5 separate regions of the Mus musculus genome follow, and all the other regions are linked to region 1. A link is a contact called in public ChIA-PET, HiChIP or PLAC-seq and promoter capture Hi-C data. All regions are on one chromosome and are shown on one strand. Each heading gives the region's core, a stretch centred on a gene start, on an enhancer-like site or on the middle of the called end of the contact. The rest is flanking DNA. Distances are from core to core; before and after follow the strand shown. Region 1 holds the start of Tbkbp1 (TBK1 binding protein 1). Region 2 holds the start of Arl5c (ADP-ribosylation factor-like 5C). Region 3 holds the start of Hoxb1 (homeobox B1). Region 4 holds the start of Pcgf2 (polycomb group ring finger 2). Region 5 holds the start of Mllt6 (myeloid/lymphoid or mixed-lineage leukemia; translocated to, 6).

The links. Promoter capture Hi-C pulls out the DNA fragments that hold promoters and counts their contacts. ChIA-PET counts read pairs in DNA pulled down with a chosen protein or histone mark. HiChIP or PLAC-seq counts read pairs in DNA pulled down with a chosen protein or histone mark. Capture Hi-C pulls out chosen DNA fragments and counts their contacts.
Region 2: a promoter capture Hi-C map of pancreatic islet shows a contact between it and region 1. The contact joins the promoter of Arl5c here to the promoter of Tbkbp1 in region 1. A contact is called at or near these places in 2 of 115 datasets of contacts at active chromatin or transcription factors (bone marrow-derived dendritic cells and memory CD8 T cells) and 2 of 9 other capture datasets (liver and pancreatic islet).
Region 3: a contact with region 1 is called in a promoter capture Hi-C map of embryonic stem cells, with 2.4 times the contacts expected there. The contact joins the promoter of Hoxb1 here to the promoter of Tbkbp1 in region 1.
Region 4: an H3K4me3 HiChIP or PLAC-seq map of neural tube shows a contact between it and region 1, with 3 times the contacts expected there. The contact joins the promoter of Pcgf2 here to the promoter of Tbkbp1 in region 1. A contact is called at or near these places in 2 of 484 Hi-C or Micro-C datasets (both in embryonic stem cells) and 4 of 115 datasets of contacts at active chromatin or transcription factors (embryonic forebrain, memory CD8 T cells, neural tube and 1 more).
Region 5: a contact with region 1 is called in an RNA polymerase II ChIA-PET map of effector CD8 T cells, with 8 read pairs. The contact joins the promoter of Mllt6 here to the promoter of Tbkbp1 in region 1. A contact is called at or near these places in 4 of 115 datasets of contacts at active chromatin or transcription factors (bone marrow-derived dendritic cells, effector CD8 T cells, memory CD8 T cells and 1 more) and 1 of 9 other capture datasets (adipose tissue).

What each region holds. Positions count from the first base shown.
Region 1 is chr11:97,147,854-97,152,371 of GRCm38.p6, reverse strand. It overlaps Tbkbp1 (TBK1 binding protein 1), which reads left to right and starts at 2,297. Exons shown (of 10, transcript NM_001372531.1): 1 at 2,297-2,381; 2 at 2,757-3,010; 3 at 3,305-3,427; 4 at 3,639-3,743. The coding sequence starts at 2,786.
Region 2 is chr11:97,994,128-97,998,645 of GRCm38.p6, reverse strand. Arl5c (ADP-ribosylation factor-like 5C) reads left to right here and starts at 2,473. Exons shown (of 6, transcript NM_207231.1): 1 at 2,473-2,828; 2 at 3,519-3,579; 3 at 4,161-4,308. The coding sequence starts at 2,783.
Region 3 is chr11:96,363,773-96,368,290 of GRCm38.p6, reverse strand. It overlaps Hoxb1 (homeobox B1), which reads right to left and starts at 2,533. Exons shown (of 2, transcript NM_008266.5): 1 at 1,900-2,533; 2 at 38-1,480. The coding sequence starts at 2,464. The coding sequence ends at 1,152.
Region 4 is chr11:97,697,338-97,701,855 of GRCm38.p6, reverse strand. Pcgf2 (polycomb group ring finger 2) reads left to right here and starts at 2,208. Exons shown (of 10, transcript NM_001163308.1): 1 at 2,208-2,320.
Region 5 is chr11:97,661,283-97,665,800 of GRCm38.p6, reverse strand. It overlaps Mllt6 (myeloid/lymphoid or mixed-lineage leukemia; translocated to, 6), which reads right to left and starts at 2,389. Exons shown (of 20, transcript NM_139311.2): 1 at 2,121-2,389; 2 at 767-846; 3 at 261-315; 4 at 1-71. The coding sequence starts at 2,229.

The DNA.
Region 1 (4,518 bases), core at 1,048-3,547:
CAGCAGAGTCAGGCTGGCTTTGCCTCTGTCCACGGTTCTTAATCCACCAGGGAACGAAAATGACTCATTAACATCTCCCCGGCACTTGCAGGGCACCTTGGCGTCTGATCTCTATTCTTTCCCCCTTGGGGTGGCCTGTCCGGAACGATCTCCTGTCTAAGTCAGAGGTGAAGTAACTTGCCCAAGGTCACACACAGTGGGAACGTGGCAAAAAGACTTATCTTCTGCCTGGCAGTTTGGCAGGTGCTCAAATCTTTGTGTAAAGGGCGAGGTATGGTGTTTCTTCATCTTTCTGGCCTCTGGGAGTGTCTTTAAAGGGCTTGGAAGGGATGTCCGTCTTCCCAAATGAACATTTTATCTCCTTAGTTCACGCTCACTTTCAAAGTTAGATTTAACTCTAATGTCTCTGTGTTCAAATAGATAGATTACTTCGATGCCCCTTCCTACGAGAGCAAAGAGTACATAGTCTAGTGATGTTTCTTCTCCGAAGACCAATAAAAAAATAAAAATATTTCCCCCAAATAAACAGCTCCACTTCTTTCCAAAATGTGCAACCCCAAGTCCTGCCCCGAGGCGCCCCAGCACACGGTCCGCAGACACTGCGCCGGTCGGCGGGGAGGGGAGGCCGCACGGCGGGGAGCTGGTGGGCGCCCGGCGCGCTGCCAGCCTCAGCCGGACCGCACCGCGGGGGCCGCCGCCCCTCGCCACGTGGTGGTGGCAACCGCGGGGTCCCGGGCGCCGGTCCAGCTGGAGAGACCCGGAGCAGCCGGGGAGGAGGAGGCGGAGGAGACGGCGGCGGCGGCGGCGGAGGAGGAGCGGGGCGGGCGAGCGGGAGGGAGGGGGCCGGGAGGGGAGGGGAGGGGGTGGGGAGAGACCCGGCGGCGGCGGCAGGGCGCGGAGCGGCGCGCGGTGCCAGGGGGTGGGGGCGCTGGGGCCCGTCAGGGGAGGGAGCCGGCGGAGGGGTGCGCTGCGACTGCGAGCAGGAGCCCGCGGCAGCCGTGAGTGCGGGCCGGGGCCCGGGCTGGGGGAGGGGGAGGGGCGCGGCGGGCCGGGGCGGCTTGGGGCGCGGGAGGCCGGGGCCCGGGCGCGGGTGGGCGGGCGCTGCGCCCGGGAGCAGAGTGGGGAAGGGTCCTGCGCCGCTGCCCGCAGCCTCCGGCCTGCGGGGCGGCTGCCGCTCAGTAGCCCGCCCGGAGCCCGGCCGCGGTGGGGGAGGGGGCTGCGCGGTCTCGGCCCCACAGAGGGGAGGGGCGACAGTTTCTGTCCGCCGAGCCCGAGGGGGTTTAAAGAGCCGCTCTTAAAGGGGCCGCCGGAGGGGCCAGGCGGGGACGGGCGCCCCCTCCCCAGTAGCCTGCGCGGGCGCTCGGCGCGCGGCCCCAGGATGCGGAGGAAGGCAGCTCGGGTCGCACGGCCGGGGTGTGTGGGGACACGGAGTCCTCGAGAGTGGGGGTGATGGCCGGAGATCGTGGGCAGGGATGGGGGTGGGGTGTGTAGTGAGCTCTGGTCGGCAGAGTAGGGGGAGGGGTGGCGTGGGCAAGAGAGGGTTAAAGGTGGGGCCAGCCCTTCAAACACGCGCACACGCTCCTTACTCAGACCTGTCACACGCGTCTGTCGCTCCGGCACTTAGCCGAGGCTGGGGGATGGGGGACCCGAGGCCTGCACTGTCGGAACTCGCGCCTTCGGACCGAGCCCCCTCGCCGGAGCGCACACACGCTCCAGCGCGCGCACACACCTCGGACATTCCCATAGTGCCTCACGTGACACTCGGCCCGAACGTGCCCACCCTACCCACACGCTCACGCACGCGTGCTCACACGCGCGCGCGCGCACACACACGTACACACACACACATACACAACCTCTGGTCACTCCCGAACTCCGCGCTGACCCCGGTCCTCCGCCCCGCAAAAGCACTCATTGACGGCGGCACACCTACACTCATTCACAGACACACACTCCCCCCCACATGGCAGCCACAGCCACACATTCATAAACAAGGGCCCGGAGATGTACACACGCACCCCCTCGCTGCCTACTCGTTTTGGGAGCCCTGAGTCATTCCTGCCCCCCTCCCAGGGCTCCCCATTTCCCTGAGTGCAGGCACAATAGGACAAGCTGGAGTCTCCCTTAATGGTCTCGGTTCTCCTAGGCCCCCTTGCCCAGTTTGCTGCCTCTGACACTCAGCCAAGGACTTCCTGTAGGTCTGCGCCTGGACGGTTGCCACAGCCCCGGCGCACTTGGGGAGGCACTTCCTTTTCCTGAACTCTGGGATCCTGCGGGAGGAAGTTGGGCGGGGGCCACAGAGGCCAGGCTGCCTAGCGGGACTAGCCTTCCTTAGGAGCAGGCGACAGAGGCCTGGGATGGGAATCTTGGCGGCTGTCGAGGTACTTGGGGAAAAGGGAGGTCTGGGGAGGAGACCAAGCCGAGTAGTCTAGGCAGGTTCTGGGCTGTGCCAATGCTGGGACAGCAGCCCTCCCTCCCATCTGTCCACAGGTCTCTCCTCCCTGCCCCTGATCCTTGGTCCTGTTTATCAGTTGTCCCCCACTCCACTCATGACGTCTATCTGGTTCCATTTCCTTCTATAAGCAGTCACAGCAGGGGATAGGGCAGAAACTTGAGAGAGAAGAGAGAGAGAGAGTTAGTTGTGAGATCTGTCTCTTGGCTGAAGCTCCCCAGCTACCACAGGTTCCTCAGACCAGCATGGAAGAGTTGGGAACAAAGAGCAGGTGGTCCTCTTTACTCTGTTCCTGCACTCTCAGGAGGCCCAGGGTGGGCTGAAGCCCTTACCATGGAGTCCATGTTTGAAGATGACATCAGCATCCTGACCCAAGAGGCCTTGGGGCCCAGTGAGGTGTGGCTGGATGGTCCTGGAGACCCGTCCCTGGGAGGGGACATGTGTTCTGCCTCCCACTTTGCCCTCATCACAGCCTACGGAGACATCAAGGAAAGGCTAGGAGGCCTGGAGAGGGAGAATGCCACCCTCCGCCGTCGCCTCAAAGTCTATGAGATCAAGGTCAGAACCTAGATGTGATGGCGAGCTGAGCTTGTAGTTGCCTGCAAGGGCAGGAGGGTCCCAAGAGGTGGCCAGCACTGGAGGCTGCCTGGTCCCTGAAGAAGTGGCTGCCTTGGGGATGAGGAGCTCTGCTCCTGCAGCCAATCTCAGGGGTGGAGGAGGAGCCCAGCTTTGGAGTGGTGGGTCCCATTGGAGGGGGCGGGGAGAGGCGCCTGTGAAGCTGGCAGTGGGGTTGGGGGACAGAGCGGTCCTGGGATGGGAAGCCAGGCTTCTCAGAGGACGACCCTCCCACAGTATCCGCTGATCACTGATTTTGGAGAGGAGCATGGCTTCCCTCTGTATGAACTCAAGGATGGCTCCCTGCTGGAGGTGGAGAAGGTCAGTCTGCAGCAACGACTCAACCAATTCCAACACGAGGTAAGCCCTTGCTTCGCTTCCCAGCCAACCCCACTCCCTTAGCCTCCTGCTTCCCTCACTTTGCCCTCAACCCCGCCCTGCCCCCGCCTTCCCTAAATCAGCTTCAGCGCTTCCTGTTTCTATTGGGAATAGGGTTGGGGAGGTTGGGAGCCCCCTCTGCTCCCTGTCAAGGCTGGTCCTGACCCTGGCACACCTCTCCGGGCCTACCCAGTTGCAGAAGAGTAAGGAGCAGGAGGAGCAGCTCGGGGAGATGATCCAGGCTTACGAGAAACTGTGCGTGGAGAAAAGCGACTTGGAGACAGAGCTGGGGGAGATGGTGAGGCCCAGAGAGCGGGTGTGTGTGTGTGTGTGTGTGTGTGAGGTATCTGACGTGATGTGATTCTCTACGTGCATTCCAACCCGATGAGTGTGTGCTGCCTGTGTGTCACACACACTCTGCTGCGTGCACACTCCCTGTATCCACTCGTCCCTGTCTGTGAATGCCTGCTTTGCCGTGTGAATGAGACAGTATCATCCGGGTCATGGGTGACTCTGTACCTTGGGCTAGGATGCTGTGTGTGTGTGTGTGTGTGTGTGTGTGTGTGTGTATTTGGCTCTCACACTGCATCAACCCTGTACCTATAGTATAGTATAGTGTCTGGGAGAGGGTATAAGTGACAAGAGAGGTGCCAGAGCTCTCCATAGTCCCAGCACAAGCGTGATGAGAGTTGCCATGTGGCCGTTTGTGTGTGGGCAGGTGGCAGTATCAGGAGATAAGGTCTCTGCCAACTCCTGTGCTGTGACCTTGATCAAGTTATTTAGCTCTCACCCCTCATCTGAAAAGCAGAGAAAAACGGTAAGCCATCTCACTAAGCTGCTGTGACGGCAACGGGACATTTGTGTAAAACGGTTTTCCTTTTATAGTCAGGAACGTTTGCTTGGTAGTCGCAGCGTGCCAGGCACTGTTCATATCCCTCTACACACATTTACTCATTTTAGCTCTCACAACAATCAAAGAGGTAGGCGTGGTACTGCTATCCCCATTTTATACAGGAGGTAGACAAAGCTTAGAAGTGCTTAAGTCCTGTATGCAAATGCAAGTCACATCCCTG
Region 2 (4,518 bases), core at 1,224-3,723, 850 kb before region 1:
CTAACTGAGCCCTCTCCAGCCACCACCGCAGTTCTGTTCTGTTCACTCAGTGTGCCCCCAGCTTGCCGAATGTCACTTTCAATTCTGCAACTGGGTGACAAAGCAGGACGCCTTTCTTCCCCTAGGAACCAGATGGCAGCCATGCCTCAAACACTGGGTGATTTCTCCAAATACCTTCTGTGCCCCTGTCAAGCCTCCCAGCCCCAACCCCAGCTCCCTTCCTGGGGCTGACATGGAATCAGCCCTGATGGACTGTGTGGATCATGTCTTCAATTCTGTGTTGTTCTAGCTCTGTCCACCAAGAGGAATGGGATGAAGGTGTGTGTCATATGTGCCTGGGTGGGTCTGTGGAGGCCAGAGGTGAGCTTCCAAGGGTTGGTTCTGTTTGTCTTTGCTTACCACAAGCATCCCAGTTAAAGGCTGCCAGGTGTTTCCCTTTCAAAGCAGAGGAGACATTGAAGCACGGGCACTGGTGAGAGATCTGGCTAAGACCGGGGCCTGAGTGAGGACCAGTGGATGTAAATACTGCTGAAGTAGGCACGCAGGGGCTGTTTATGGAGGCTCTCAAAGGCCACATAAGGAAGTTGCTTTGAACTCAGTGGGCAACAGAGAGCCAGCCAAAGCTGATGGAGTGGGGAGTCATGGACCCTGAACTGTCTTTAAGAAAGGTTGGGCCAGCCGTGGTGGTGCACTCTGAGTTCGAGGCCAGCCTGGTCTACAAAGTGAGTTCCAGGACAGCCAGGACTACACAGAGAAACCCTGTCTCGAAAAACAAAAACAAACAAACAACAACAACAACAACAAAAAAGAAAGGTTGGTAAGACATGAGGAGGAGGGAGGGCCCGAGCGCAGTAGAGGTAGAGGTGAATCCCCCCCGCTGGGGGTGCTGCCTTAGCAGAGGGCAGACAGCCATAGGGGCCCTAGGAGGATGCTCCAGTGTGATGTGATGACTACAGCCTCTTTCTTGGAGTCTGCCTTGAATTGTAGTGCTGGAGAAATATATCAAAGATTTCCAATTTTCTCAGGACCAAAGAGAAAATACGGAGTCTGGGACTCCAGCCAAAGGTCAACGTGCCTTTTTTCACTTCTCTTTAGATTTTTTTCTGGGTTTCTCCCAGGTTGTGAAATTCACAAACAACACATTGGTTTTTTTTCTCCCTCTTCCTGCTGGGGCTGCTACTTTCCTCGTGACCCACAAACCCACTGTTGGGTCTACCTGCTGCTGGAGCCTGTGAGGCCAGAAGGCCACTCAGAAGTTTGAGGCAGGAGGATTGCTGGAGTTCAGGAGTTTAAAGCCAGCCAGGGTGACAGATTATATATTTAGGTCCTCTGAAAATAACAAACAAATCAACAAATAAAAAGACTTTTCCCTCTGCTGAGAGAGACTGGCTGGTTTAGATTGTAAAAGACAATCTCACTATGTAGCCCAGGCTCGGTATTTATTGTTTCATTTCCTTTGGAATGGGGAAGGGGCATGGAACTCACTCTGTAGACCAGGCTGGCCTCAAACTCAGAGATCCACCTGCTTCTGTCTCCCAAATGCTGGGATTAAAGGTGTGTGCCACCATGCCCAGCAATCATGGTGATTTAAATTTTTTATTTTTATTACTTTTAATTATATATTGGTGTGTGCATTTGCATGTGGGTATTGCACAGAGTGCAGAAGCCAGAAGCAACAAGTTCCCTGGACCCAGAGTTAATAGAGAGTCCTTATCTGTCTATGGTGGCTGCTGGGAACAGAACTTGGTCCTCTGGAAGAGCAACACGTGCTCTTAACTGCTGAACCATCTCCTCAGACTGTGGCCTGCAGGTTGCATGCAATTGCATGTAGCTAAGGATAGCTGTGAATGCCATCTAACACAAAATGGGAAAAATTACAATACTATGTAATTAGGGGCTAGAGAGAGGGCTCAACAGTTAAAAGCACTTGCTGCTCTTTAAGAGGACCTGAGTTGGGTTTCCAGTATCCAAGCTAGGATCTGAGTACCTCGTCTGGCTTCCAAAGGTATACATGTATTTAAACATATGGCATGTGGTTCAGCGTGCGTGCACGTGAAAACACACACACACACACACACACACACACAAAATCTTAAAATGCTGGGCTTGGTGGCACACACCTTTAATCCCAGCACTCAGGAGGCAGAGGCAGGTGGATCTCTGATGTTGGAGTCCAGTCTGGTCTACAGAGAGTTCTAGGACTGTCAGGGCTACACAGAGAAACCCTGTCTCAAAAAACAAAAACAAACAAGCAAACAAAAAGTTTTAAAAAATTACTAGATTGGATTAGCAAAACATTTTGAGATTCTTTGTTGTTTGTTTTGTAACTGAGTTGCAGGGTTCTTCAGTCTGAACTTTGTAGATGAGGATGCTGTGTCTCAATGTGAGAAAGCTGGACCGCCCTTGGAGGGTTTCCCCCCAGCGGTGGCTTTTGGAGAGGAAGAGCAGACATTTTGCACATTGCTCACTCTACTCGCAACACTAAAGCAGATAGTTCCAACTTCAGTTTTCTCAGGGTAAAGAGGACTCTGGGATTTTCCTTGCACTTTCCTGCCCCTAGACAAATACCTAGTCTTCGTGGTGACGCCACTCAGACCCTCAGCACCGAGAAAGAGCCAGCGTCCGGTGGGATTCCCAGGTCTCGAGGGTGACGCTTGGGGTTCCGCACATTTGATAGGAGCAGCGGGTCTGGCCCTCCCCCAGGCAGGGCTTTGAAGATTTGGGGCCAGACTCTGGTCCTGGAGGCTGCTGAGCCCCGCCCGCCCCCAGCTCCGGGAGTGCCATGGGACAGCTGATAGCCAAGCTGATGCGAATCTTTGGGAGTCAGGGTAAGCGGCGCACCGGGCAGCCCAGTGACCTCTTTGATTCCGCTGTCTTCTGGGGCTCTTGGGATTTTGGAGTCGTCCGTGAAGACTGACTGGGAACCTTGCGCTGCTAGAGTTGGATTTGTGCACTCCCATACTCTCCATGGCCTCCTGCCTGCTCTCCTCCCACAAGCCCCCCGCCCCCCACCTTGACCCCGCGCTTCAGTGTGCCCAGTGCACAGGGGTGGGAGAGCCTTCTGCCTCTGACCCCACCACCCAGCTGAGCTGTGTGCGACCCTGAGGGCCCCCAAAGTCAATTTCCTGAGATTGTGATTTAGAGCCCAGTGTGCTTCGGACCCTTTAGACGATCGCTGTCTAGAAATGTAGACGGAGGTGGGGTAGGGGGTCAGGAGGGGTGCAGGGGTCCGGTCCGATGGCAAGTGAAACGGTACAGTCTTCGACAGAGGTCCCCCGGACCGCGTTTCTCTGAGCATCCTAGGAAATTGGGGGGGGGGGCGCACACAGAAAGCTGAGATACCGAGCTTTAGCTCGGAGATTGCCAAGGGATGTGTGGAGCCGGGAGAGAAGGCATCCATTCATCCAGACAAGAGCAGAGGGTGAGGAAGAGGCCAGGACGAGAAGCCTACTAGGGACACCCACGCCCGCAGTCGTCCGGGTTGGCTCTGACCTTGCCCTTCCCCTGGATGCCTCCAGAGCACAAAGTCATTATCGTGGGACTGGACAATGCAGGGAAGACCACCATTCTCTACCAGTTGTAAGTAACTACTGGGTGGATAGAGTGGGCTGGGCCTCACACTAGACTGATAGTCATTTGCACCAATCACCAGAGCCCTTCCCTGGGTTAGTGGGTAGTTGTAGACAAGAAGTGATGGGAAGACGCTGGTATGACCTTCCTGATTTAGTGGCTGCTGGCCTGGATTTGGATCCCGCCAGCAATGGGTGACTTCAGGTCCCACGGCCTCCCGCGATCTACCCTGCCAAACACATTTCAGTCCTGGCAGGTGTGGAATGCCAGGCGGTTTCTCGCCTCGCTGCTCTTGGCTCCCCCTGGCGGCAGGACCCTTATCTTCTCACCCTTGCCCCTTACACTTGGTTAACTTCGGTCTCCTACTTCAAACCCCAGCCAGGGCGGACCGGAGCTCTGCCAGACCAGGCCACACTCAGACAAACTCAGACCTTTCTCTCCCCATATCAACCACAGGACGTGGGCCTTGCCCAGTGCTTGGTCACCCAGAGCTGAGTTGTTCTGGGTTGGACTCAGCTGCTTTGGGAGTAGAGGGTCTGAGCTGAGAGTGAACTGGGCAACGACCTTAGGCCCTTCTCTTGCCTCCCCAGCCTGACCAATGAGGTTGTTCACACCTGCTCCACCATTGGGAGCAACGTGGAAGAAATTGTTCTTCGGAAGACTCACTTCCTCATGTGGGACCTAGGGGGCCAGGAGGCGCTGCGCTCCACCTGGGACACTTACTACTCTAATGCTGAGGTAAGGAGGGAGCCAGGTCGGGGAGGTCAAAGAGGTGGCTGAGCGTTAGCCTGTTAGTCACCTGACATATTCTCTGAGCCTTCTGGCACCTGGGACATGACTGAATGGAGGTCACTTCCGCTGAGAGGCAATTATAATAAAGGCTGTGTCAAATAACACGGCATCTGGTAAGACATTTTTAAAAAAATATTTATTTATTTAATGTATTAG
Region 3 (4,518 bases), core at 1,284-3,783, 780 kb after region 1:
CTCCACCCCAAGATGGGAGAAGCAAAAGCAGAAAGAGAGGGAGAAAAACAGACTTTATTGCAATGAGGTAGTTGCAGATACAAAGAGAACCTGGCTTGCTTGGAGCTTGGTTTTCTAGAAACTCAAGTGGCCTCTCTGCTGTCTCCGGGGTTTGGAGAAATGTCTGAAGAGACTGGAAACTCTGTCACCATTCCTGGGCCTCCCCAGACTGCCCCAGGGGTAGGGTGGTTTTATGGAAAGGAGAATGGGCTGGGGAGGGAGGTTTGGGGGGTGGGCTTTTCCGGAGGTAATAAATAGGGAGTTGGGAGGGGGTATTCGCCCCTTCTTGGTTGAGGCTTGCTTGAGGCAGTCCTTGCAATGATGCTCTGGAAATCTCCATAGTGCCAAGTTCCAAAACACTTTGGTGATTTTGTGATGCCAGTGGGAAGGGGAGAGTCTCGTAAGCCAGCCTCTGAGGGCTGCATTAGTGCAAAAGACATGTGCCAGGAAAAGGGTTGTGGGATTACTTGGGAGTAAGGTTGTTTTTTTTTTTTGTTTTTGTTTTTGTGGGGTTTTTTTTGTTTTTTTTTGTTTTGTTTTGTTTTTTTTTGTTTTTTTTGTTTTTTTTTTTTTTTGGTATGTCACAAGGCAGTCGGTGCTATTGTAAGGTCTGCTATTGTAAGGTCTGCGGTGAGTTGGCTGGATTAAGATTAAGGGTTGGTGGCGATTGGGCTCACACTCAAACGCATCCTCCCCCAGAAAAACCCCAAGGACTCCCAGCCTAGACATCCCAGACCTAGAAAGAAGAGTTGGGCTAAGAATTCGAAAGAAGAACTCTCTAAGCTCAAAGGCACTGAACTGAGTTGGAAGGGAAAGGAGAAGCCCGAAAGGATGGGCTGACTCCAGATCAAAGCCAAAAGGCCTTCCTTCGACCTCTGATGAGTTGAGTGTTCCCCAGGTCCCAAGACCTGTAGGATCCCCAGCCATCAATCATCCCTCCACCCCTAGATCTGAGAGAGAGAAAAATACATTTCCCAACTCCTGCCCAGTTTCCTGGGCAGCTCTAAACTGGTGCCTCGGCCTTGAGGAGGGTCACCAAGGCTGTGAAGTTTGGGAAAGTCTTCGAGAGAACTGGTCAAGCGTTGGAAGCCCAGTTACTTAGGAAGTTCAATTCAAGAGGTGATGGAACTGGGCGAGGCTTCTGGGGAGGTGCACGCGGACTGGTCAGAGGCATCTCCAGCGGCTTCCTTTGGGCAACCTGGGGGGCCTGCAGGCATCCTGCCCCCCTCTCGCTCGCGTTTCTTCTGCTTCATGCGCCGGTTCTGGAACCAGATCTTCACCTGCGTTTCATTGAGCTCCAGGGTGGCGGCGATCTCCACCCTCCGGGCACGGCTCAGGTATTTGTTGAAATGAAATTCCTTCTCCAGCTCCGTCAGCTGGCGCGTGGTGAAGTTTGTGCGGAGACCGCCGGGAGCGCCCAGTCCCAGCTCGGACACCTTCGCTAGGGGCGGGGCAGGGAGAAAAGCCACGTCAGTTCTCTCACCTCTTTCTCCCTCCCGTCCACTCCTCCTAGTTCAGGCTTGGTCCTCATTCATCATCTACCCAATGCAGATCCTATGTGGCATCACACACCCCCTCCATTAGTAATTACAAAATCTAGAACCAGCCTTCCGCCCATACTCACCTTCAGACAAGAAACGTGAAATACTGGTTCCAAACTGGGCGCACAGACAAGACTGCGGAGACCTCCTTCGGGAGGAGGTAGCCCCGAACTTAGCCCGTGGGAAAATATCTGCTGACTTGAACCCGGAAAGTACTTACCTGCCAGTAAAAGCAGCTGAAGGAATGAATGAAGCCCTGGCTCAGGCCCCTCTGTGTATGCCCGAGCCAAGGAGAGGAAGTGGCTCCTCTGAGCCCTACCTGTCTTAGGTGGGTTTCTCTTGACCTTCATCCAGTCGAAGGTCCGGGGAGTGAGAGTGCTGGGTTCTGACGAGCAAGGCGATTCCTTGTCCTCAGAGAGGAGGTCGTAGGCTGATGCAAAGGTTGCGGTCTGCTCAGTTCCGTATGGGGGCTGCGGCGGAGGATATGGCCCTGAGCCGACTCCACCCGCTCCATAGCTGTCGGGCAACCCCCCTAGCTGGGCTCCGTAGCTCGACGGATGAAAATAGCTTCCATCTCCTTCCGACTGACCCACAGAATAATACTGAGAAGGCCCATAGCTGGGGTTGCAGGCGGCTGGGGCGTACCCCGAGGGAGCGGGGCTGGGAAAGGACACCCCCAGGGATGACGGCGGCTGCTGGACAGGATACCCCGAGTTTTGTTGGAGCGCTGAGCTAGGCAGCCCTCCACCATAGCGGCTCTCCCCTGCGTAGCTGTCAACGGCCGGAGCTGAGCAGGGGGGAAAAGAGGTTGGGGCGCTGTAGGCGCTGGGTCCCCGGTTACAAAGTGGGTACTCTAAAAAGGAACTCATCCTATTATAGTCCATGTAGAGGCCGAAGGAGGGTCGGGCCGTTTGGGGGAGACACCCTCTTGCCCTACAACCTTTCGGCAGTATGTCACAGAGCTGAAGCTTGAGCCCATGGCCCGGGCCAGCTTGGCCCCGCCAGCGATCCCCTAGGAAGGGGCTAGGGAGTGGGGGTGGGGGGGCACATGTGATCTCTCCCAGGCCAATGGGCTAAGCGGGCCAGAGTTTGGCAGTCCCAGCGCCCATCCATCACCCCCCAATCATTAGCATGACAAAGACACTTCAATCACTCTGAGCCCATCCATCTGAGAGCGACATGGAAGCGTCAAAAACATCTTTCTTCAAAGACTTTTTGGAAAGAAGGGACCAGAGGGAGGGGGGGGAGAAGTTGGAAGAATATTCAAGACTTTTACTCCCCTCCCAACCCCCCAAGGCCTTCAATAGGTTCTTGGATTATTAGATTTGGCCAAATTCAACCCAGCTGCCCCTCACTCTCTTCTCCCCTCAAAGAAGCCTACCCCCACCCCAAGGCTGTAGGGCTAGAGACTGGAGAGCCAGACTCCTTACTTATCCCAGAACCCCCATTCCATGTTTCTTTCTCCCAGTTTGTCTTGGGATGGTGTTCTAGGACAGCCTGGTTAGGTCTGTTATCTTGGGACAAAAGGATGACTAGGAAGGGAGAGGGAGACTGTAAAAACACCTCAGGGTGTGAGCCAGGGGTCTAAAATCCAGAAGAATTCATGACAAATCAAGAGGAGGGAAAACGATGGCATTTCAAGGGAACAGGAGAAGGGAAATGGAAAGGTGGAGGGAAGATGAGGGACGCCTCTCTCCATCTCTCTGCATAAACGCTCTCTCCTCATTCGCGAGGCCATTTCTCTCCCTCAGCCTCTCTTTATATTCCCTCTGTCTCCATTCATCTCTGTGTTCGTCCATCTCTCTCCATATTTATATTCGCTCCCTACCTATCCATCAACTCATCTCTCTAGATGTATTTATCCTTTCTCTAGCCATCCGTAGCTGTAGCTGGCTCACTCACTCAGACTTAAATAACTCCCTATATCTCTCCAGAGAGCAGCAATGAAGAGAGCCAGGTGATATTTACAGATGGGTGAGAAGGAAGCGAATTTTTATTCTCTTTTCAAAAGTGTTCAAAACTAGTAAAGATCCTCTGCACTTCTCTGGTCTCCTCCCTGACACCCCTCCATTATCTTTAGTTTCCCTAAAAGTTTCTTTTTTTAAGTTCCAAGCCTCAAATACATAAATCCAAGGCTAGTTAAGTCTCAAAGACTATCCAAAATTTCCATGCATGTTCTAGAATAGATAAAGGGAGTTTAGTTTGCTCAGAGAATGGGAGAATTGGTGTAGAGCTTCTAAACTAAGGCTTAGAAATGGATCTCTCTCTCTCTCTCTCTTCCTTCCTTTCTCTCTCTCTCTCTCTCTCTCTCTCTCTCTCTCCCACTCTCTCTCTCTCTCTCTCTCTTTCTTTCTTTCTTCCTTTCTCTTGGGTTAAGATCAAGGGAGGGAAAACAGGAAGAGCCTTGCTCACTCTCTGAAATGCAGCAGGCAGTTTGGAATTAGAAGAGATGCTCTTGGGTAGTAGAGCTCATTGATGTCTCCTCCTCCAGACTCTGAAGACAAGAATCCAACACCCACTCTCATTTGTAACTTGTCAGGGTGTCTGCCTGGCCACAGGCCTGGGGCCTGAGCTAGGGCAAGTCCAGGAGGGCAAGAGTTCAGGGAGGGATCTCCGTAAACAGTGGCACTCTGCGGAGGAAGCCAAAGCAGGTGGGACGGGTCTGGGGTAACCCTTGAAACTTCTCAGGTTTCCTTACCCTAAAAAAAAAAAAAAAAAAAAAAAGCCAGGCTTGCATGCATTCCACTCCCTTCAAGGGCCCAAAGTTGTCTCTATCTCCCCGGCCTCTTCACCTTGCTGGCTCCCCTCCCCCCTCTCCCCACCCACATCCTTGTCTGGCTCTCTAGTTGCCCCTCCTCTTTCCATGCGGCATCCTCAGAGGCACTGCCTTCCTTTTCTCCAGCAGCAGCTGTGAGCCTTGCTACCCCATCCTCCTCCT
Region 4 (4,518 bases), core at 959-3,458, 550 kb before region 1:
CCACCATTTAAAAGGGATTTTCTCCTTGCTCTTGTTTCCGATGGCAACAGATGCCCGTTGGTCCTTGCCTTGATGTTCTGGGTTCCTGTTCTCTGGGAACCTCTGATTTCTGACTGCTCACTACGTGTGGCAATCAACTAGAGGACAGGGTAAGCTACAGACTTGGTGGAAAATAAGCGCTCTTCATGTTCGCTGAGCACACTGGAGAAGGTGGGCAGGAGGAAGATGTGCAAGGGACTCTTTCCATCCGTTCTCTAGACATTTGGCTCAAAGGAAGTCTCTTGTGGACTCCCTCTTCTATGTTTGCAGATCACCTGGCGCTTCAAACATGGAGAAGGGACTTTTCCAGCTTATTGCCCTCGCTGGCCCTGCTCGGTGTCAAAGCCCAGCTTACCTACTGTGCCTAAAACAGTACTTGCCGTTGGCACAGAGAACTTTCGATGTTGGGACAGTTAAGTCAGCGGCTCTCCCGATGAACCACAGGGATTAGCAATATCCCAGCATAGATGATTTATTGGAGTCTTAGTGGGTGGTGGGTCTTCAGTGTGTCCCTACTCTCCAGCGGTTTCCTTGGAACTGGACCTTAATAATTGAGGAGCAAATGGATACCCACCCCAATAAACAAAAGGTAGCCAGGCAGTACCCTTCACGTTGAGCAATTGTGTTTGCTCTAGCAGAGTTCAAGATGCTGGGACACATGGGCCGTGATGACAGTGGGCGTGTCTAACTCGAGACCCCTTTCCACAGTAGCCTGTGAGCTCGTGGTACCCGATGTAGGGATTGGGAAGCAAGTGACCGATCCTCCCGGGGCCTCTTCCGCTCCCACTTGGACCACCCGATCTAAGCGGAAATCTCTTGCCTTTCCTTTACACCGTCATTCGGCTCTGCAGGCTGAGAGCTGAGGCTGGTGGGGTCACTGGGCGGACAGACTTCACAGGGCTCCTGATAAGCGGTCCAGTGTATAAAAGCACTCACTTCGGGACTGCTTTAGGCTTGGAACAAGGAGAGGAGGCAGGCTCGACAAAGATTCGTTCCTTACTCGAGCCAACCCACCAGGCGCTTAAAGGCTTTTCAGGCCGGATAATCGAGCTCTTTGGAGGGACAGTCACAGTGGCCACCCCCCAATAAATCATAAGTAACGAATCAGCGAAATCGAGCGACCTATTGAGGTCCACGGTTCTTGTGGTAACGCAGAATCGATTCGCTTCCTTGGCGCCGTCTCTTCTAGCTCTCCTTCCTACTCTGCCCGGGGCCCGGAGCCGCTGGGGACCGGAGAGCGAGCGCTGGGTGGAGCCGAGGGCGACAGTCGGAGTGGGCTGGCACCAGCCACCTTCGCGCTCGCCGGCCCCTCCGCGGCCGCGAGGGAGGCGCACCGGCGGCGAAAAGGCGCGCGTCCTCTCTCGACTCCTCGCTTCCTATTGCGTCGGGGCCTCTCGAATTCGGCTAGTTATTGTGTCTCTGGCTCGGCGCCCGAGTTCGTGTCTCGGGCTGCTCTCCCCGCCCCGGACTGCGTTCCATTCTTCTCCGCCCGAGCACGCTGAGCGCGCCAGCCTCGGCCACAGCCAAGCCCCGAGGCCACCGTGCGTTTCCCGCGAGGTGCGAGGACCCCGAATCGGTGTGGGGAGGCGGTGAGGTCACGCTCGGGGGGGGATCACACACGCACTTAGGAATCCCAAGGGATTCAGCTGGAGTGAGCGAACCTCACTCGGACGCGTGGCCAGCGGCGCCGCGTCCCCCGCCCAAGCGCCCTTTGGTAGCGGCGACGCACCGGGTGCCGCGAGACACATTTCCGCCCAGTCTGCATCTCACCATTTTCCAAGCTCCCCAGCTAGGGTAGGGATCGCAGAGTCGGTGGAAGTGGGGAGAACACACTTATTTTAGGAGGAGGTGGTGGTTTCATGACTGAAGGTAACACAATAGGACCTTTCCTCCGGGTTCAAGGGATCTGCTTGGATAAGAGGTGGTCTCCTCTTGGTTTGGGGGAAGCCCAGCGCAAGGCGGTGGGGAGCAGCTGAGCTAGCCTCTCCCCCTCCTCTTTCCCTCTCTGCAAACATCCTGAAGGAATGAGGTCACGTGGGTGAGTAGTGGGCGGGACCTACTCTTGTCTGGAGGAAAAAAGCCATTTTGCCCCCCCCCACGGCCCCTCCCCTCCCCTCTGGTCCCCTCCCCTCCCCAAGCTGCTCTTACAAACTCCTTTCTTATCATAGGTTTCTCCCCTCCCGCCGACCGAGCGAGCGACAGGGCTGTGGTCCCCCTCCCCTCCCTTCCCTCCCTCCCTCCCATCCCCCCCTCCCCGAGACCCACCGGACCCCGAAGCCAGGTAAGCGGACGCCGACTCGCGCTTGCCTCCTTGCTACCTCGTAAGCGTCTAGGGCTGGCGACCGGGACCCGTTCACCTTTCCCCGCAGACCCCAATGGGAGCCGGGAGCCCCGGCCTGGCCTGCCGCCCGCGTCCCTTCCCGCCCCGCCAGCCGCTGTCCAAGCTCGCCCGGTCCGCCTTTCTTTCTCTCGTTCCCGGTCTCTCTCTCTTTTTTTTTCCTTTCCTCCCTTCCAAGATGGCCGAAGTGGATTCCCCCTCTTAACGATTTGGAGTCTCCCTCGACCACCTCCTCTTTGTGCAGCAGCCCCCTGCTAAGACCCTGCTTGCGAGGTATCGAGGGGGAGGGTCCGGGCGGCCACGAGGGCTTTGGGGACATACGCTAGGGTGGGTCTCGCCCCCCCCTCCGCCCCCGACCCGAGGATCTCCACAAGCTGGAGCAGACTGTGGCTCGGCCCCTTCGAGTCGGGCAAGGGTCGCCTCCCGAGTGGGCAGTGAGCGTGGTAGACGCGCGAGGACTTGAGGCCCGGAGGAAGGGGACTTGGCTTTCTGGTGGCCGAGGGAGGGCGCCCTAACTCCTGGGGTCGGGATCTTGGGCACCTCCCCCAGAGGTCCCTTTCGTCCCGGTGCGAGGCGCCCCGCCCCCTCCCTGAACCACCTCGGCTGAGCTTTTCCCTACCTCCCTCCCGGGGCCCCACCAAACTTTGGCTCTAGGGAGGGAAGGAGTGGCCACTCGGTCACTGGGGGTGCCTGATCCTTTGACCTAGGCTTCGCGGGGAAGCAAGGGTGGAGGGGAAAGAACGGGAGTGAGGAGAGATTTAGCATGCTCTGTCTTTTCATGAGTGGCCAAGGGGTCTGATGAGCTGGCCCTTCTGCCACAGGAGGCGAAAAGGGAAGCGGCTACTCTTTTCTCCTTGAGCTCTGCCGCTGCTAGCTCTGAAACCCGGGGAACCCTGAGCCTGCAGACGCCCCGCGCCCTTCCTGACTCCCAGGGGCGTCTAGGCAAGCCCCCTACTCTTCCATCCCTCACTTCCCGGGTCTATCCAAAATTGCTGTGGTTGCTTGATCGAGAAGGGTGTGTGTATGTGTAAATTTAAATATGTTTAAGTATGTACAGGTGTTACCTAGAGCTGTCCCTGCGTCTTTGTCTCTCGTAGCCCCCGGCCGAGCTCCCGCCATCCCCCATGTTGCCTCAGTCTCTTTTGGTCTTCCTCTCGCTGAGGGAGGGGCTTCTCTTAGCTGGCTCTCACAGTCTTGGGCCTCCCTCTCTGGACTTCTTGCAGTTGTGCTGTTCCCGAAACTCATGACAACCCCACCCCCACCCCCAACATACACACATCCCTGCTCCAAGGTGTTATTACTGTAATCGGAGGAGCATAAAGCCAGCTCTGTTGTAGCATTTTGGTGGAGAGGTTTTCCCAGGGGTTCCCCTGGTTTGAGGTTGGGGCTTGCACACTTAGAACTGTGTTTGGAATAAGGCAGGAAACAGCCTCCAGGATCCAGTCCGGCTGTCGCGTCGCCTGATCCTGTTCAAGTTGAAGGCTTGGGAGGTGAGCAGGGGAGGGGGAAAGGAACTCCCTGAGTGGTTGATGGAGCTGTTGCCATGGGAATGGAGAGAGGCTGAAGTGGAAGAGGTTACATGTTATACAGGTCAGATGCCTACTGTAGCGCCCCCCTACCCCCACCCCGGACCCTATAGCGGAGTGGTGGTGGGGCGCTGACCTGTCTTTGTTGCTGGAAGACTTAAATTATAATTTGCCCTGAGAGGACTAGAGGTTCGCAGAAGGTTAATGTCTGTGGCTCCAGTTTCAGGCAGGGATGTGATGGGGTGGGTGGAAATGACTTCTGCATCTGTGGAGTAGGAGCCTGGCTCCAGCCTTGCTGTGTATGTGGTGGTGTGTGTCTGGCCAAGTGTCTGTCTGGCCTGTGTGCATGACCAGGCTTATCTGGCTCTGGGTGCTGGGGATGTAAGAGATGAAGGGGGTGTGTCTGGCTCCGGATGTGAGCATCTTACTGAGCTGCTGTCTGTAAATTCTTTATTACTGTTTTATTTATTCATTTATTTATTTATTTCTGTTTTCAGGAACTGAGTGGTAGGTCGAGGCTTCTATCTTTTTTCCATGCTAAGGGCTGTACCACTGCCAAAGGTTAGGAAAAGATAAGAGGGGCTGGTGAGATGGCTCAACGGGTAAGAGCACCCG
Region 5 (4,518 bases), core at 1,140-3,639, 510 kb before region 1:
GGGCTCCATCGTGAGCACGTTGGCGAACTGCACCTCCGGGATGTAGAGGGCGCACACCACATGGGCCCAGCCTGGGGCAGTGTGGGGACTGGCCTCAGCAGGACGGCAACACAAGACCCCACGCCTCCCAACACCAAGCTGTAGACTGTCCCCTGCGTCTACAACCTTCCTGTACCAACAGGAGCAGGGAAAGCCAGCCTCCACCCCACACCTGCTGGGGGGCCTGGCTGACCTCAGCAGGCGTTCAGGGTTCCCCTCACCTCCATTGTCAGTCCTCTTCAATGCCCCATCTTTGTGCGGGCACAGCTCACACCTCTGCCAATGCAAGGAGCACAGGGATTGGGGGGATCTGCTGAGCTGGGCCCTCCCTGAACTCATCCAAAAGGCCCGAAGATAACATAAGATCTGGGTGGGGGCTGAGGCTGTAGAGCAAAGAGGCTCCTAACTGCTGAAGGCTGAATAAGGAGAACCTGCTGGTCACTACAGCGGCCCCTCAACTTCCATAGCCTTGAAAACCTTTCATAGTAAAAAGTTACAAAGCAGCACATAGACACCCCCCCCAAAAAAATCAAAGCCCCCAAGCCGGAGGTGAGGCGGGGCAGAGCTGAGTGCAGAGCTGAGGGAGAGATGGGGCTGGTGATAGGCAGCAGCAAACAGGAAATCCTGAGTGACAGAGCTTAGTCCTGCCCCAGCCTCAGGGTACCCTATTAACCTGCAGGAGATGCTCAGGTGTAGGGGAGAGGAAAGGGAGAGGGGCTGGACTCACCACCCTGGCTGCACGCTCCTGAGATTCACATTTCCTGCAGAACCAGGGTCCTGTTGGCACCTGGACGATGCCATAGCAAGCTAAGGGTGGGGGAAGGAGACTCACTGAGCAAAGCCATCAGCCAATGGTTCCCCCCCCCACAGAGTAACTGGGGGCAGGCAGGGAAGAGACCCAGCCTACTAAAGCCAGCCCAGTAGGTGGGGCTGCTCCCCAGACCCGGGATCACTCAATGGAACAGGACTACAAGAAATGTCCAACCGCATAGAGCCAGCCTTCAATCACACAACCAAGCATTTCAAACAGGGGCAAAAAGTCTGACAGAGTCCTTGACCTTAAACTTCCAAAGATCCTCCATTCTCATCCCACCCCTCTCCCTTTTTTCTGGACCTGAATTCCTCCCCCTCCCCCCCCCCCCCCCCCGCCGCCTCTGCCCTGACCAGTCCCCTAGGCACCAGAACAAGAAATAGTCATGATTGTAACACGTTTTGTTGTTATGAGGGGAGGGGGGGTGCTTCTTAAAGGGCCAGTAAGGGATAAGCCAAGGAAGTCGGGGGTTCAAGGACCTCATCTTCTGCCTCTGTCACACGTACAGGTCAAAAGTGAAAACAGAGGGCAGGTGCGGGGCAGGTACCCAGAGGAGAGTGGCGGGAAAGGCCCGCAGCCACAGCATTAAGGGTTGTCTTGGGAAGGGGGGTGGTGGTGGTTGCCTGTGCCAGACAGGCGGAGATGCCAGCCTGCGCCCTCGGCAAGATTCCTTAAGGAGTTAACTCCCGAACCATGTGCGGCGGCAGGGGGAAACTCCAAACCTCTCTCTCCTCCATTCCGGCCCCCTGTAAAACCGCTCTCCCAGCCTCAGCTCTTCCCCGGAGGGTTTCAGGATCCCTTCTCCCGTGGGACCCTTCTCCTCCCTTCCCAATTCCGCTCCTCCCAGTATCCGGAAGCGAAGGGGGATGACCCCCCCTTGACCTCTTCCTCCCGGAGCGGGAACCAAAATAAACCGGGCGGGAGGGGGGGTTACCTCGCAGGTAAACATTCCCGGGACAGCCCTGACACCGGCGGTGCGGGGCTCAGGGAGTTCACTCCTTGCGCCCTGGACTCTCCCCAAAACTCCTTCAACTTGGGGTGGGGGGCGCGGGACTGAACAATAGGCAAGAAAACAATGCCTGACCCGGTCCTGGAGGACCAGGCTGGGGATGGGGGGGAGCCCACGCCGCCTTTCGCTTCAGGTGGGTGGGGGAGGGGCAGGCGCCCCAGGAGGGCTCCGGAGGGCGCGGCCGAGGGCACCCCGTGCGCGCGCCGCCCCGGGGTCCCGCAGCTCCCCCCCCCCCGCCGGCCGTCTCCCCCCTCCCCTTACCTTGGTGGACGGCCACGCTGCACGCGTGCCCATCGCAGTAGACCAGCGGGTTTTCGGCCCAGCCCCTCTCGTCCGAACATACGCAGCAGCCTCCTACCATCTCCTTCATACTCCCATGAGCTCCCTCCGGGGCTGGGGCTGGGGGCCGGCCGGCGGGGGTCGGGGGTCAGGGGGGGAGGGAGGGAGCGGGGGCCGCGCGCCTCCTCGCCCCCTCCTCCGCCGCCGCCGCCGCCGCTTCTTTTCTTTGCCTCCTCCTTCCTCCTCCTCGGCGTCCTCCTCCTCCTCCTCGCTCGCTCTGTCTGGCCGCCCCCCCCGCCGTGCTCTCGCCCTCATGCCCCGACGGGCCCCCCCCCCCCAACAATGAGACTCGCGCGCCGCGCTCCCCTTCCGCGCCGCTCGCCGGCTACCAGAGCCGCCCGGCCGCGGTGCAAGCAGGGCCCGGCGGGGGAGGCGCCGAGTGGCACATCGCGGGCGCCCGCCCGCCCCGCGCCGCCCGCTCACGCGCCGCCCCCCCGGCCCCCCTGCCCGGCCGCGGCAGCCATGGCCGCGCGCCTCCGCTCGCTCGCTCGCTCCCGGCCCGCCCGCCGCCGGGTAAAGTCTTAGGTTCAGGGAACAAAGCCTGGCTTGGTAGGGAGCTTTTCGCTCGTGCGCTCAGTGCAGCTTTCCCCGTCTTTTCTTTTTCCCTTTATGACTCTAGGTGGGTAGTTCCCGAGTCCTCCCCTCCGTGTCACACTTTGGGTCTCCGGTCTCCCATCCCCCTTCTCTGGGTGTTCTTCAACCCTAGGGAAATCTAGGGAAGATGAAAAAAACCAGGGCTCTTAAAAAGAACTGGAGCGATGTTAAACCATTTACCCGTGCTTGTTCTTGGAATGGGAATGGTGTCTCTGGATGGCAGCTCATGGGTGCTGTCCCTGGAGGTCACTCTGGAGGGTAGACAATGCCACGTGTAAACTTTTACTTACTTTACAAATCTTTTTTGTTAGTTTGAGACAGGATCACCAGTAGCTCCGGTTAGCCTCGAACTCACCACTTAGTGAAGGATGACCTTGAACTCCCAATTCTGCCTCTGCCACCAAAGTGCTAGAGTAAAGGCGTGCACCACCACGCCCCGCACAAAAATTTGTTGAATGCTAGAGTCGGCTGCGCGCCAGAGTAGAGGTATTCCTGCCCTCCAGGAACTTCCCTTTGAAGTCTTCAATGTCAAGGTCTCTAGGCACCTTAGGGGTACAATGAGGTACCCCACCTTAATTCAAGATCTCTGTTCTAAGTCGTAACTCCACCCCTAGCCTCAGGGCGTGCCTTGCGTTTTAAAGTGAGTAAAGCTGCCTCGGAAGTGCTTGCCAACAGAATCACGCCTTGACTTCTGGGCAGGTATAGAATCACAGTAGCGTACAAAAACGCACCACGAAGGATTAAAGTCCCCGAAATTGGGTCTAGGGTTTGATGGAAAGCGACCCAAGACTTCCCCCAGACTGGTATAAGCCCAAAGACGAGATCTGATTCCCCTTTTTTCTTTGCAAGGGGAAAGACGGCGCCCCCACAGGGACCAAAGGTCAAATACCCCCTCAGCGGGAGGTTGGGTGGCAGAGGGGAGAAGGCAGCCCTGGGGGCTTCATCCACACTTCAAAGACCTCTAGGCCGGGAACGCTTCCTGGGGGGGAGGGGCAGAGGGCTCGGAGAGGAGATGGCGGGCTGGGGGATTGAGGGTGGAGGGGGCCGCTCCCCCTTCGGCGCACTGCCCCCCTGGCCGACTCTTCCGCCGGGCCCGCCTCCTTTTCACTAGCACCTGTTCAACCGGAACATCAAGGGGCCAGAGCCTCCGCGTTTCTTTAGTACCTTTCATCCCGGAAGGGGGGGGAGATGAGTCCCCGCCCAGGAGGGGGGAAGCAAGGAGGGGGAGAACTTGTCCTTGACCTGGTCTGTGGCGTCAGGGATTTACTCCCTTAATCCTGGCGAGGCGGGAGTTTGGGGAGGTCTGTGAAGCTGAGTTCTGGGCTGGAGCCCTCAAATCTGCTCAGTTTGGACCCTGGGAATCACGGAGGCTGAGGGAACGAAGACACTGTGTCTAGAAAAGTAAACTTGCGGTAGTCTGTTTTACGACTTCTGAATCAGGACAGGTCGAAGGCCGGGATCTCGGCTATGACGATTTTTTATTCTGTGAAGTGTGCTCATACGAAAAGTTAATACTCAGAAGAGGAACCTTACTTGGGAGTTTCTAACGAATGACTTTTACCACCAAGAGTAAAACTACAAGAAAGCCGTGGAAATGTCTGTCCTAACTAACTCTGTGGCAGTTTCACAATGTTGGGGAGTATTTGCATCTGAAACCCTTATTGTCAAAGTGGCCAGTTTGGGGTTCCCTTGGACGAGGGTCACAACCCCTTGGTCCCTGTGCCCA